Regions from separate parts of the Mus musculus genome. Here all the other regions are linked to region 3. The links are chromatin contacts, called in public promoter capture Hi-C maps. All regions are on one chromosome and are shown on one strand. Each heading gives the region's core, a stretch centred on a gene start, on an enhancer-like site or on the middle of the called end of the contact. The rest is flanking DNA. Distances are from core to core; before and after follow the strand shown.

Region 1 (2,876 bases), core at 84-2,583, 1.3 Mb before region 3:
ACCCTGTCTCAAAAAACAAAAGAACAAAACAAAACAAAATAACCCACGAGCCCCCGAATGTAGTAAAGAACAGAAAGCAGCTAGAAGTCAAGGCTGGCCAGGACACATCCACACTCAGGTTTGGGTCGGCATACTGCTGACTCCGAGGGACTATGAATGAAAATGTGAGGCGATCACCAGTCCCTGTTCGATAAATATGCAGTTTCATTGTGCACCAGATCCAGTTGGGGGAGAATAAACTATTCTTACATAAGCATCAGTTTGAGAACTTTATAACATCTTAACCGATTCTTATCTGAACCCCATGGAACTGTAGAAGCCATGGGACTACATGCTACAGTTTAGCGAACAACCAGTTTCACCAATGACCTACATTCCTGGAGTCATCTATGAATCATTTTGATCTACTTCCCCTAATCCAATCTTTTGTCCACTTCTCTTGACCTGGAAACAAAAATAATCACCATCATCATAATAATAAGTGAAGTAGACATAGCAGAGGAAGGAAAGGGAGGGAGAATGTAAGAGTGGGAGACAGGGGGGAGTATAGAAGTTGTAGAATATTTTGTTTTCTAGATAAACCCTTAAAAGGGAAGACACTGTAAAGTAAATAAAGGAGTAGATGCTAAGTACTAATATTTGTCATTTCCTTCTAATTTTAACCGAATCTTACAAGAGTGCGGTACGTAAATACTTTCTGCCTCTTACAAGGATGTTAAAGAACAGGACCATTCCCTTCCCCTGCAGCCCAACACACACACCCCGACAGTTGCTGTCGAACAAGACAACTGCTGTTCCTCGGTGCGAAGACAACAGCACTCGCAGTCAAACGACTACGGGCAAACTCCTAACCTAGTGACTCGCTCCTGCGCTGTCCGCCCGCGACGACACCGGGCGACAGGAGCCGTATCCGGCGAGCAGCACATCGCCGGCCTCCCGTTCCCCTTCCGCTCGCAGCTAGAGGGACGGACTCTCCCCAGGCCTCCGCGGTCCCGTAGTCGCCGGTTCCCACAGGCCCGCGGCGCCCAACGCCAGCGCGGGGGAGGGGACCCGACCGGCGCGCGGCCACCTTACCTGCTGGAGCGCCGCCTCTTGAGTAGGGCGCGGGCCCCGGGCGCGGGCCGCTCACACAAGCGAAGAATGGTGCCGAGAACCTTAGCCAGCCATCTGTACATTCCAGGCCTGAGCAGCAGCGGCGGCCGACACACCCCGAGACGCGAACCCCAGAGCTGTCGCCGCCGCCGCCGCCGCCGCCGCCGCCGTCGCCGCTGCCGCTGCCGCTGCCGCTGCCGCCTTCGCCGCTTCAGCCGTAGCCAGGATCAGGCGCGGACTTGTGACGCCATCAGAGGGCCCACAGATTTAACGTTCCCCGGGCTAGGGGAGGACTCTCTAGAAGCCGTTGACGTCACCTTCTTCCGCCCAACGGGAAAGCGGCCTCCGGAGTCTGAGCATGCGCAGTCTGGGCCTGCTCCTTGTAAGCCTAGCAACAGGAAGCGGGACGGGGAGAGCGGGCTCTTGCGCGGGTCTGACTGGCAGACCGAAGGGCGGGGCTTTCTCTTTGGCAGAGCCAGTCAGGAGTCGATCTCGGGACAAGGCCCACAGACCCAAACCACGTGTATCGATGCTGGGCCGGGAGAGCTACCCAAGCAACCCGACAGTGGAGGGTTCTGTAAAAGAATGCGCAGGGTGGAAAATAGGTCAGGTTAGTTAATGAGTATGTAAGGGTTTGCGCTTTATTTTGTATATACATTGGTCTAATACTTTACCCGGATTGCCGTCATGTTTACAGCAACCGGACACAGTGGGGAATTTTAGGAATGTCATAAAAACCAAAGGTATATAGCAATTAAACCATGTGCCTAAGAAAATGGAGCTAACCACTAGCATTTGAGCCAGTCTAACTATTAGGGCTCATTCCGCACGCATACGTGCAAGTTTACTGGGAGAGACATTTTCATAGATACTTATAAATTAGAATACAAGGTCACCTGCTTATGTGATAAATGATTGTAATGCGCAATGGAACTAGAGAAAGTTAAACCAGATGCTGGGGAGTGAGTAGGGCAGACGGACACGACTTCTTAGGAAAAGCTTCCGAGAAACAGGGACTGAATGATTCCTGTGGCCTTTTCTAATCAGCTTGTCTCTTCCCCTCAGCTGTCAGGTAGCAATCAATTCTCATTATCCTCTCTGGGAATGTATACACTTTTCTTTTCTTCTCTTCTCTTCTCTTCTCTTCTCTTCTCTTCTCTTCTCTTCTCTTCTTTCTTTCTTCCTTTTTGTTGTTTTGTTGTTGTTGTTGTTGTTGTTTTTTGAGACAGAGTTTCTCTGTATAGCCCTGACTGTCCTGGAACTCACTTTGTAGACCAGGCTGGCCTCGAACTCAGAAATCTGCCTGCCTCTGCCTCCCGAGTGCTGGGATTAAAGGAAAACCATTAGAAATAAATGTCTAAATAATATCTCCTATGGACTTAAGCATAATGTCTGGGAGTGCAGTCCCTTGAAGTATTAAAAACAGTCTCAAAGCCGGGCGGTGGTGGCACATGACTTTAATCCCAGCACTTGGGAGGCAGAGGCAGGCAGATTTCTGAGTTCAAGGGCCAGCCTGGTCTACAGACTGAGTTCCAGGACAGTCAGGGCTACACAGAGAAACCCTGTCTCAAAAAACAAAAACCCAAAAAACAAAAACAAAAACAGTCACTGCTGGGCATAGTGGCACATGCCTTTAATGCCGGCACTTGGGAGGTAGAGATAGGTGGATCTCTGTGAATTAGAGGCCAGCCTGGTCTACGCAATTAGTTCCAGAATAACCAGAACTAAGTAGAAAGACCTTCTCATAAACAAACAAAACAACAACAACAAAAACCAGGCTCTAT
Region 2 (2,700 bases), core at 156-2,655, 1.5 Mb before region 3:
CATTGAAACTGCGAGTGTTGGATCATCCTGTAGCTCAGAATATTCACGGAAGCTATGTGACTGTCGCTGGGCAGTAGTGCATGCCTTTAATCTCAGCACTTGGGAGGCAGAGGCAGGTTGATTTCTGAGTTCAAGGTCAGCCTGGTCTACAGAGTGAGTTCCAGGACAGCCAGGGCTACACAGAGAAATCCTATCTCGAAAAACCAAAAAAAAAAAAAAAAAAAAAAAAACCAAACCAAACCAAACAAGAAGACTGTCAAAATGGTATTCATCTCAAGAACTCATTTGGCATGGTTTTCTATAGATATCTTCAGTGTTCTTTCATGCTATCCTTAGAGGCTAGAGGGCAGGCGGCTTCTCCCAAACAGAAATCCATTACTACAGGCCCGTTTCTCTTGAATTATTTTCTGTTTTGTGTCACTTTTTGAAGGGGGCCCGCTCATGTAGCCCAGGTTGGCCTTAAACAGCTAACTGTCCTTGGGCTCACCTCTCATGCTGCGATTACAAGGATTACAAGTGTGCACCACCCTGCCTGGCTTTCCTTTCTCCATTTCTTTCTTTCCTTTCCATTTCCCCAGGTGGGAGTCAGGGTGGGGAATGAGACCAGGTTTCTCTGTGTAATCCTGACTGTCCTGGAACTCGCTTTGTATATTCGGCTTACCTGGAACTCACAGAGATCCGCCTTAAAGGCGTGTATTACCACACCAGGCCATAGGATTGATAGTTCATAACTATAATCCCAGGATTTGGGAGGCTGACCCAGAAGGGTTAATACATTCCTAACATCAGCCTAGGCTATATAACATACACGGTGGGTTCAAGGTCAACCCAGGCAACACAATGAGGCTTTGTCTCAAACCTCAATTTGTTTGTTTGCTTTGAGCTAGGGTTTCTCCGTGTAGACCAAGCTGTCCCCAAACTCAGGGATCTGCTTGTCTCTGCCTCTTTAGTGCTGGGATTAAAGGCATGCACCATTAATGCCCGGTTTAAATTGCGAGAGTTTTAAATGGAGGTTTTATTTAGGAAGGAAAGCTCTAGAATTAAGTCTAAATAAACGGGAGGTGAGAATCCAGTGTGTGGCTGTGTTCTCTCCTAGATCATGAGAGAACAAAAGGAGAGGAAACTAGTGAGACAGAACAAAGGCATGGAGGAATGTACAACCATCTCTTCTCTTCTTCCACCCAGGACGGTTCTCTAGAAGGTTCCAGAAACGAGTGTGGCAAGGCTACGGACATCACGGTGTCCCGAGGAGACCACAACAGACGCCCAAAGGCAGGCGCACACTTTCCCGCCACGCTGTGGCCGGGTACTAGGGGAGGGGAGGGGCAGGGCGGTAAGGTAGACGTCACGTCCGGTTTGGGAAGCGCCCCTGCAGGAGAAAGCGGTTGGAAGGCGCGTCGAAGTGGGAGGGGCCAGGAAAGCGCGCCTTCGGGGGAGTGGGTGGGACCAGGTTAAAGAGCGTGGCGTCACATCCGGCAGTGTTAGACCGGTGCGGAGGTGGTGCGGAGCGTGTCGGCTTCGAGCTCCTCGCAAAAGTGTGGCGTCGCGCTAGGCTGCGGCGGAGCCTCTGTAAGGAAGGCGGGAGCTTGACAGCTTCAGGAAAGGCCCGTAGCGGTGACAGCGACCCGGAGTCATGAGCGACAGCGGCGAGCAGAACTACGGCGAGCGGGTAAGCGCGGAGTTGCGCGGGCGGCCGCGGTCCCCACCCTGCTACTTCTTCTAGGCCTCTCGGCCCGGTGCAGCCGGGTGTCGGGAGCCTGACGTGCGGAGGGAGCCGGGGCGCCGGAGGGCCTGGTGGCCGGCGCTTCTCGTCGGAGGGAGGCCGCGGGCGGGCTGTGTGCCTCGCACCCGCCACGACCGTTTTTTTTTTTTTTCCTTTCCCCCCGTTACGGGGCGGGGGGAGGCTAAAGATGGCCGCGGCGTCCGTCGGCGTTGGGGGATGGGAACGGTATCTTCTTTCGCCGTTGCTCTCCTGCGAAGCCGCGCCGCAGCCATCTTGGGCTCGCGGGCCGGGCGCGCTGCCAGAGGCACAAAATGGCGGAGCCGCCGCTCCCTGCAGCCAGGCTTTGCCGCCTCGCCACCCGGGGTCCAAGGGTGAAGCGGAGAAAAGCCACGTGTGGCCGGGAGCCTATGGGGACTGACTGATGCTTTTCGGTTGATGGAGGGCCTCCTGGTCCCGGTAAGGGACAGCTAGCTGTAGGGGGCTCTTGGAGCATCTGGAGACGGAAACGGCTGAGGGGGATTGGGGGCCCCGTTAGTTGGAGGGCTTTGTGCTACAGCGTTTCTCCCATTGTTGAGAGCTTACTGGAATAGAACGCAAGGTCGTTAGGCGTTGTTGTATAGAGCCTCCCTACCCCTGGGGGGACTTGGGAAGGAGAAACCATTGGCGACAATTGATGGCGCTATTAAACTCTGAAGTCGACGGGATTTTATTTTTAAGCTTCCACCTCCCAGAGGGTGAAAATCGGTAGAGGTTGATTAGATTGTATACAATGGGCCTGGACTAGACCCAGCCCCAAAGCTGAACAAATGAGGCGCATGTGGCGTGGCTGTAGAGTTTAGATTAAAAACTGTCACGTGAAGATGCGGAAGTCCAGGGCTCAGTGAACAGGTAATTGCAGTTTGGAAACGGCTTACAAGCATCATAAGAATGGCTGTTTTGCCCTTCCTGTACTAACGTTTTTATTTTCGCAAAAAGTT
Region 3 (2,834 bases), core at 181-2,680:
TAACTTATGTTATACATTGTCATGTAATGTGCATAGTATATAATACATATTGTATCCAAGAAATCAAATTTTCTATAACATATAGTTATACATATGTATATCCATAATCTACATATTATACTTTCTCTGCACTATATTCTTATCTTAGTCACTTGTTTACTGCTACCTCACCTGGAAGGCCTGTCATCTGTGGGGTTGTATTCACCATCATCCAAGGTACCATCTTCATACAAAGTACTAGCTATAACCAACCGGAACTTGTCACCTGAATAGAGCAGCAACATCAGGGTAAAGAAGTAGACACCTAAGACCAAAATCCTCTTGCCATTGCCCGTATTCAATACTTACCTAAGTCCACAGGGTAAATCTGAATGTTTACATCTAAGATGAGGTCCATCTTGAAAGATTCACTCTCACAGTGCAGCCGGGATACTGGGGAAGAGTGCATGACAGACATGATTACAAAGTCTATCGATGCCAGCTTGGGGTCAAATGCAAGAGATCAAATCATCTAACATGCACACACCCACCAGCCTCCCACAACTGCAATCAGAATCAGATTCACAAGAGGGAAGAAGGCAGTAACCTCAGCAAGTGACAGGGTCCCAAGCAAGCGGCAAAGCTCCTCCAGCAGTGGCCAGTCTCCAGGCTCTAACTAAAAACGCCTGGATGATTTAGACTAGAGTCTCACTGGTCCTGAGACTTCCTCTTTCTAGCAGGAGACACTGCTGAGGGAATCTGAGGGATGTATTCAAAACTGACATCTGTCTTAAGACATTTGCCTCCAGGCTAAGCGACACCAAGAAGAAACAACTTCCGGATCGTTGGGAAAATAAATACACCAAGCGGTCAACTGAATGAAATTCAGAGAGCTTCGGAAAGAGCTAACTTGTTCTTAGGCTAATACAAAATTATTGGTTAGGAAGGCAGGTAGGTAACTCGCTGCAAGACCTGGGGTAACAAAAGAGATAAGGCACCATCTACTTTTTCCAAGAATAAAGTTCAGAGCACGGTAGAGCACATAATAACTGTGTAGGGAGTTAGAAAGGTTCCCAGGGGTATGCCAGCACCCAGCTAAGGGCCACCCACCGGGCACCAGGCACCGCAAATATAATAGAAAAAGCTGTCTCAAGTTTCTCATTCACGAAAAAAAAAAAAAAACTGTTTCCTGAGGGAGGTACCGAGAGGGTGGGGCGGGCCAGCCACTTGGGGTGGGTGGGCATGTTGGCCACTTCCCTCCTACCGCCCCGACACCGCTTACCTCGGTCAAATTTCTTGCCTTCTGGGTCGATGTCTTTCACATCGAAAATATCCTCGAACAGGATGCCCGCCATCGCGAAGGGCACGAAAGCTGCAGAGGATGTGAGCGCGCGGCCACCACTGGGGATTCGCGCACCCCCTCACGTGGAGAAAAGTAAGACAGGGCAGAGTACCGCCCCAAAAGCGGCAACGAGGCCGAGGGCGCGTGCGCACGGGCTGCAGTCACGCAGCCACTTCCGCTGCCTCCTTCTCGGGGCTTCTTCACTTCCGCCGGGAAGGGCCACCTCCGAGGTGCTCGGGCCTTGTGGGCGAGTCTCAAAACTCGGTGACTCCGTCCAAGGCGGGGACAGATTAAGTCCCACCTCCGACGGGGTACCGCGCTGCGCCCGGCTCGACGGCGCCCTCTTCAGACTGTGGATCCCAAAGCGTGGAAAGCTTGGGGGCCTAACCCAGCCAGGAACCTTGATCCTTGGCCCAGAGAAGCCCGGCCCTAGCCCTTCCCTGAAGTCCGCGTGCCGGCCGAGGGCACAGTCCGCGCTGCAGGCAGGTGGAGCAGAACCCCGCCCGCAGAGCACCAGCCCTCCAGGACCCGGTGCCCAGCCCCTCAGACTGTCACCAAGATCCCCAAAGCTGGTGCGAGCTGGCTCGGACCAGCTAGACATCACCGGAGCCGGGTGCGTCCGGTTTGGGAATTTGCCATGATGTCACTCTCGGGGAAAGGAAAGCCCGCATTGTGCCCTCCCCTGGGGCTTCACCTCCTCGCCACTCCCGTCTTCCCTTGGCCCTGCTTGGCACTAGCCTCACACTGATCCCCTAGAACACTGCCAACTGAACTTGGTACTGCCTGTCACCCCACTATACCACCCTCTTCTGGACACTGAAGTGCGCCTTTCACTGGGAGGCGACAGCTCGCAATACCTTCTTTCTAGGTGCTACCTCCTCTCATTACAGCCCCTGTGCTGGGCACCCTCTTGTTTCTTGAATGAGTCTTCATCCTGGTACTATTCTTTCTCCACAGATTTCTGGACACTGTCCTCTCCAGTGGCTCCAACCTAACGCTGCCCATCCTCTTTGTGCCCTCGACACCTTCTTCTTGTCCTTCCCAGGACCCCGAAAGACAATGTGGAGCCTCAGTAGGCCGTTTCCTCAGGGCGTCAGCAGCTACTCAAATTCCCCCTTAAGCGGTGCCTGGGAGGAGCGACCTCTGCTCCCCCCCCCCCCCACACACACACACACACCCGCCTCCCAGGAGCGGCCTCCCCCGCACCAATAGCTCCCTTCCCTCGGGCCTCACCCCTTCCCGTCCCCTCCCACCTCCACCTCCGCCCCTCTTTCCAGGCCTAGCCATTCCAGGTGCACCTTCCCGGGGGAACCCGGAGGAAAGGAAGGAGAAAGGGAGGCAAGGAGGGAGCCGGCTCTCGGGCATCCTCCCAGATGCGTCTGAGCCGCCTGAAAGTGTGAAGCAGAGGCTGCCCCTGTCCGGTCTGGCTTAGAGAGCCCGAATTAGCTTTTGTCAGTAGCCCCCTACCCCAGTTCAAGAGTCCCCACATCTCCAGCCCCTCCCGCACAACGCT
Region 4 (2,993 bases), core at 358-2,857, 1.7 Mb before region 3:
ACGGGTACAAGAGGACAAACTCTATAGCCACCAACTAGAATAGGAGCTAAGGGAAGCACTGTGCTCAGGCAGGAAATTAAATATCAAGGAACTGCTCGTTAAAAGTTCAAAGCACCTGCCCACACTTCAACTGGTGCCCTTCCCAGTCTCCGGCAAAACCGATAACTCAGCCCACTGAACCTGGGTGCAGGTCTCATCCCAGCATTCAAACTGGTCAAGGACTGTAATCAACACACCAAGTACCAGCTCTGATCCACAAGCTTAGGGGGGAAAGGCCGCGGACTAGAAATCCACACCACGTGTTTCACTGTGGGGCACTGGGCACCCTTAGGGTAACAACTTGGGACCCGCTTTGCTGAGGCTCAACTCTCCAAACGCTGACACCTTGCTGCCCGGTTAGTAGAGAACAGAACTCGTTCACAAGCACCCTAGCGTCCTTGGGAAAAGAAGAGAACGGCCATTGTCGGTGGCAGGAGCAGGACGAGGAGTTGGAAGGGGCAGAGGATTGTTTTATTTGTTTCCTGGAACACCCTGTTAAGAATCTCAACAACTGCAGTCAATGCCCGATCCTTTGGCAAGCAACACTGCTTCTCCCGGTTCCCAGCTGCACGGGATCTAATTCGCAAACACACCATCTTGCATTCAACACTTAAATGGAAAACAAGCAGCCCGGGAGAGAAGCAAGCGGTCTAACTGCACGCACGTTTCAAAGGGATTTGTGCTTCCAAGGCCCTCTACCGGCCCGGTGCGATCCACGAACCGGGTTTCTGGCTGTAGCCTCTTGCCTGTAGAGCTCAGAGGCAATTATTAGCCCGAGAAGACGCGATCGGGTCGGGCCTTAGGCTTTGGCAACATGGGTACATCACTAAGATCTGGAAAAGCTCAGGTTTTTAAAGGAAGGTAACTACTTTTTTTTCCCACTGGAAACCTGGTTTAAAAAAAAAATTAAGGCTTCTCTTCAAGGTAGCTAAGATTAGAGGGCTCGGTTTCCGTTTTTTGTGTTTCTATGGGCCGAACGCCCAGGCAGGGTCAGCGAGTTTCTGTGTGTGGAATGACGAATTCCTCTCGCCTGAGTTCTAAAATGATAACTTAGCTCGCTGCTGCAGCTGCGAACGCCTGGCGCCAAGCGGCCCCGCGCGGGGGTGGCGGGAGGAGCGGTGCAGGCCGAGGCCAGGGGGAACTTCGCGAGTGGCCCCTTTAAGAGCTTCACTGACTCAGCTAAGCTTCCCCCTCAGGTCGCGTTTTTTATGAATGAAAAACGTCCTTACATTCATTATATAAACAAGCCGGTGCTGATTGGTCAATGGCGCCCAGCGCATAAATTATGTAAAACAGACCTCTGAGGGCGTTGAGGGAGGCCGACCGTTAGCCAATGGGCGCCGCAGATGATGGGGCGGCCCAGCTGGATTTGCCTGAAGACAGGGTAAACAAGAGGTGATGGGCAGCCGCGGGGATGGCCGCCGACCAATGGGGACGTGTGTGCTCTGGGCTGCGGGCCAATGGCGGCGGGCGGAGCCGGCGGGGGCCGGGCCAGTGCTGCAGCGGGTTGCAGGGCGGCGCAGAGTCCGGAGGCCGGCGCGCAGAGCGGTCTTCATCCCCGATCGCTGCGGCCCAGCCCGCCACGGAGGCGCGCAGGCGGGCGCGCGGAGTGGCCGCTCAGGTGCGGACTGGTTCTGGGTCCTCAGTTGGGCGTGCTTGGGGTGACTCCCGGAGCTAGCCGCCCCCTCCCCCCGAGGCCCGGTTCGGTTCGGTTCCTGGGAGGCTTCGGGCGGGGGCGGCTAGCGGTTCCGGAGCGAGCGGAGAACGGGTTTCCGCACGCCGCGGAGGAGGCACCCGGGGTGCTGGAGCGGGTGCAGGGAGCGGGGTGCCCGGCTCAGGCTACAGAAGCGGGGTGCAAGAACGGGGTGCGGGGCGCGAAGTTGTGGGCCCCCGAGGGCCCTGGGAGGCTCGCGAGAAGAAACGCTCCGCGACTCTTAATATGGGGGGTGGGGGGAGGCGAGCAGCAGTTTCAGGGGTTCTGCTTCAGAACCCCGAGAGTTAAATGACACCGACATGTGCAGCCTGAGGGTGCAGGATCTGCCCGAACTTCTGCAGGCCTGGCAAGTTGGAGACTGGGCAGCGGGCCCGCAGCCCCCCACTCCCTCCTCTTAGGGCTGAGGGTATTGGGGCCGCCTGAGCCACGGCCTGGGGGAAGAGAGAACCGGTTCCGAGGCTGCCGAGAGTGTGCTGGAACCTCGTGAATGATTCGGGGTCTCCCCCGCAAAGGGGGTACTGATTAAGTAGGGGGTGATGAGGGGAGGCGGCATGTGTGATCAGGAGCAAATGAGGCTGCTGGTATCGGCCAGCGCTGCACCTCGTTTTCTGAATGTGGGTGACTTTATGAATGAAGCAGGTTTCTTTCTTGGGCTCTGAGCTCTGAGGCTTTTTTTTTTTTCTCCCTTTTTTTTTTTTTTTTTTGTGAATGAAGCATTGAGCTTTCTTCCTAAAACGCTGGGGTGAGGGGCCTGCGTCGGAGGCTAAGCGTGCGTTGGGAGTGGGGGCGGGGGCGCAGCTGAAGGAGTTTTCATGAATGGGAAGGCTGGGAATTGGGTGGAAGTGTGTCTTGTTTTGTGAATGGGGCCGGGCGCGAGGGATCCAGTTACAGCCTCTACCTGCGGTGGCGGCCGCGGCTCCATCTCCCATTCATAAAACCAGGCTCGCTGCGCGCCACGGGGAGGGGCCTCGATCCGGTCGCTGCGCCCAGTTAAAGTTTTCCTGGGGGCACCCTGGATTTGGGGGCTGGGGGGGGGGAGCGACTACGACGACACAAAGGAAGTGGTTTAAACTCCAGGATGAACCGAAGCCTTCCCTGCAGGCTTTTAAAAGATACTTTGAACACGACGTTTCCAGCTCTTGAACTCGAAGGGCTGCTTAGAAGATCCTTGCTGCTGCTTTTGGAATCTCTTAGGGAAGTTTCTTTTTACCGATTTTTTTCAAAGGATATTTTTTTGCGC

The links. Promoter capture Hi-C pulls out the DNA fragments that hold promoters and counts their contacts.
Region 1: a promoter capture Hi-C map of pre-B cells shows a contact between it and region 3. The contact joins the promoter of Senp2 here to the promoter of Polr2h in region 3. A contact is called at or near these places in 3 of 39 promoter capture datasets (the C10 cell line, liver and pre-B cells), 1 of 484 Hi-C or Micro-C datasets (large pre-B cells), 1 of 115 datasets of contacts at active chromatin or transcription factors (astrocytes) and 1 of 9 other capture datasets (embryonic stem cells).
Region 2: a contact with region 3 is called in a promoter capture Hi-C map of pre-B cells, with 5 times the contacts expected there. The contact joins the promoter of Tra2b here to the promoter of Polr2h in region 3. A contact is called at or near these places in 3 of 39 promoter capture datasets (the C10 cell line, liver and pre-B cells) and 1 of 115 datasets of contacts at active chromatin or transcription factors (embryonic stem cells).
Region 4: a contact with region 3 is called in a promoter capture Hi-C map of pre-B cells, with 4 times the contacts expected there. The contact joins the promoter of Etv5 here to the promoter of Polr2h in region 3. A contact is called at or near these places in 4 of 39 promoter capture datasets (the HPC-7 cell line, liver and pre-B cells), 1 of 115 datasets of contacts at active chromatin or transcription factors (astrocytes) and 2 of 9 other capture datasets (adipose tissue and liver).

Annotation. Positions count from the first base shown.
Region 1 is chr16:22,007,941-22,010,816 of GRCm38.p6, reverse strand. Senp2 (SUMO/sentrin specific peptidase 2) reads right to left here and starts at 1,333. Exons shown (of 17, transcript NM_029457.3): 1 at 1,075-1,333. The coding sequence starts at 1,175.
Region 2 is chr16:22,264,710-22,267,409 of GRCm38.p6, reverse strand. It overlaps Tra2b (transformer 2 beta), which reads left to right and starts at 1,405. Exons shown (of 9, transcript NM_009186.5): 1 at 1,405-1,669. The coding sequence starts at 1,634.
Region 3 is chr16:20,716,422-20,719,255 of GRCm38.p6, reverse strand. It overlaps Polr2h (polymerase (RNA) II (DNA directed) polypeptide H), which reads right to left and starts at 1,430. Exons shown (of 5, transcript NM_145632.2): 1 at 1,262-1,430; 2 at 349-432; 3 at 172-265. The coding sequence starts at 1,334. Clcn2 (chloride channel, voltage-sensitive 2) reads left to right here and starts at 2,620. Exons shown (of 24, transcript NM_009900.2): 1 at 2,620-2,834.
Region 4 is chr16:22,438,184-22,441,176 of GRCm38.p6, reverse strand. Etv5 (ets variant 5) reads left to right here and starts at 1,607. Exons shown (of 13, transcript NM_023794.2): 1 at 1,607-1,660.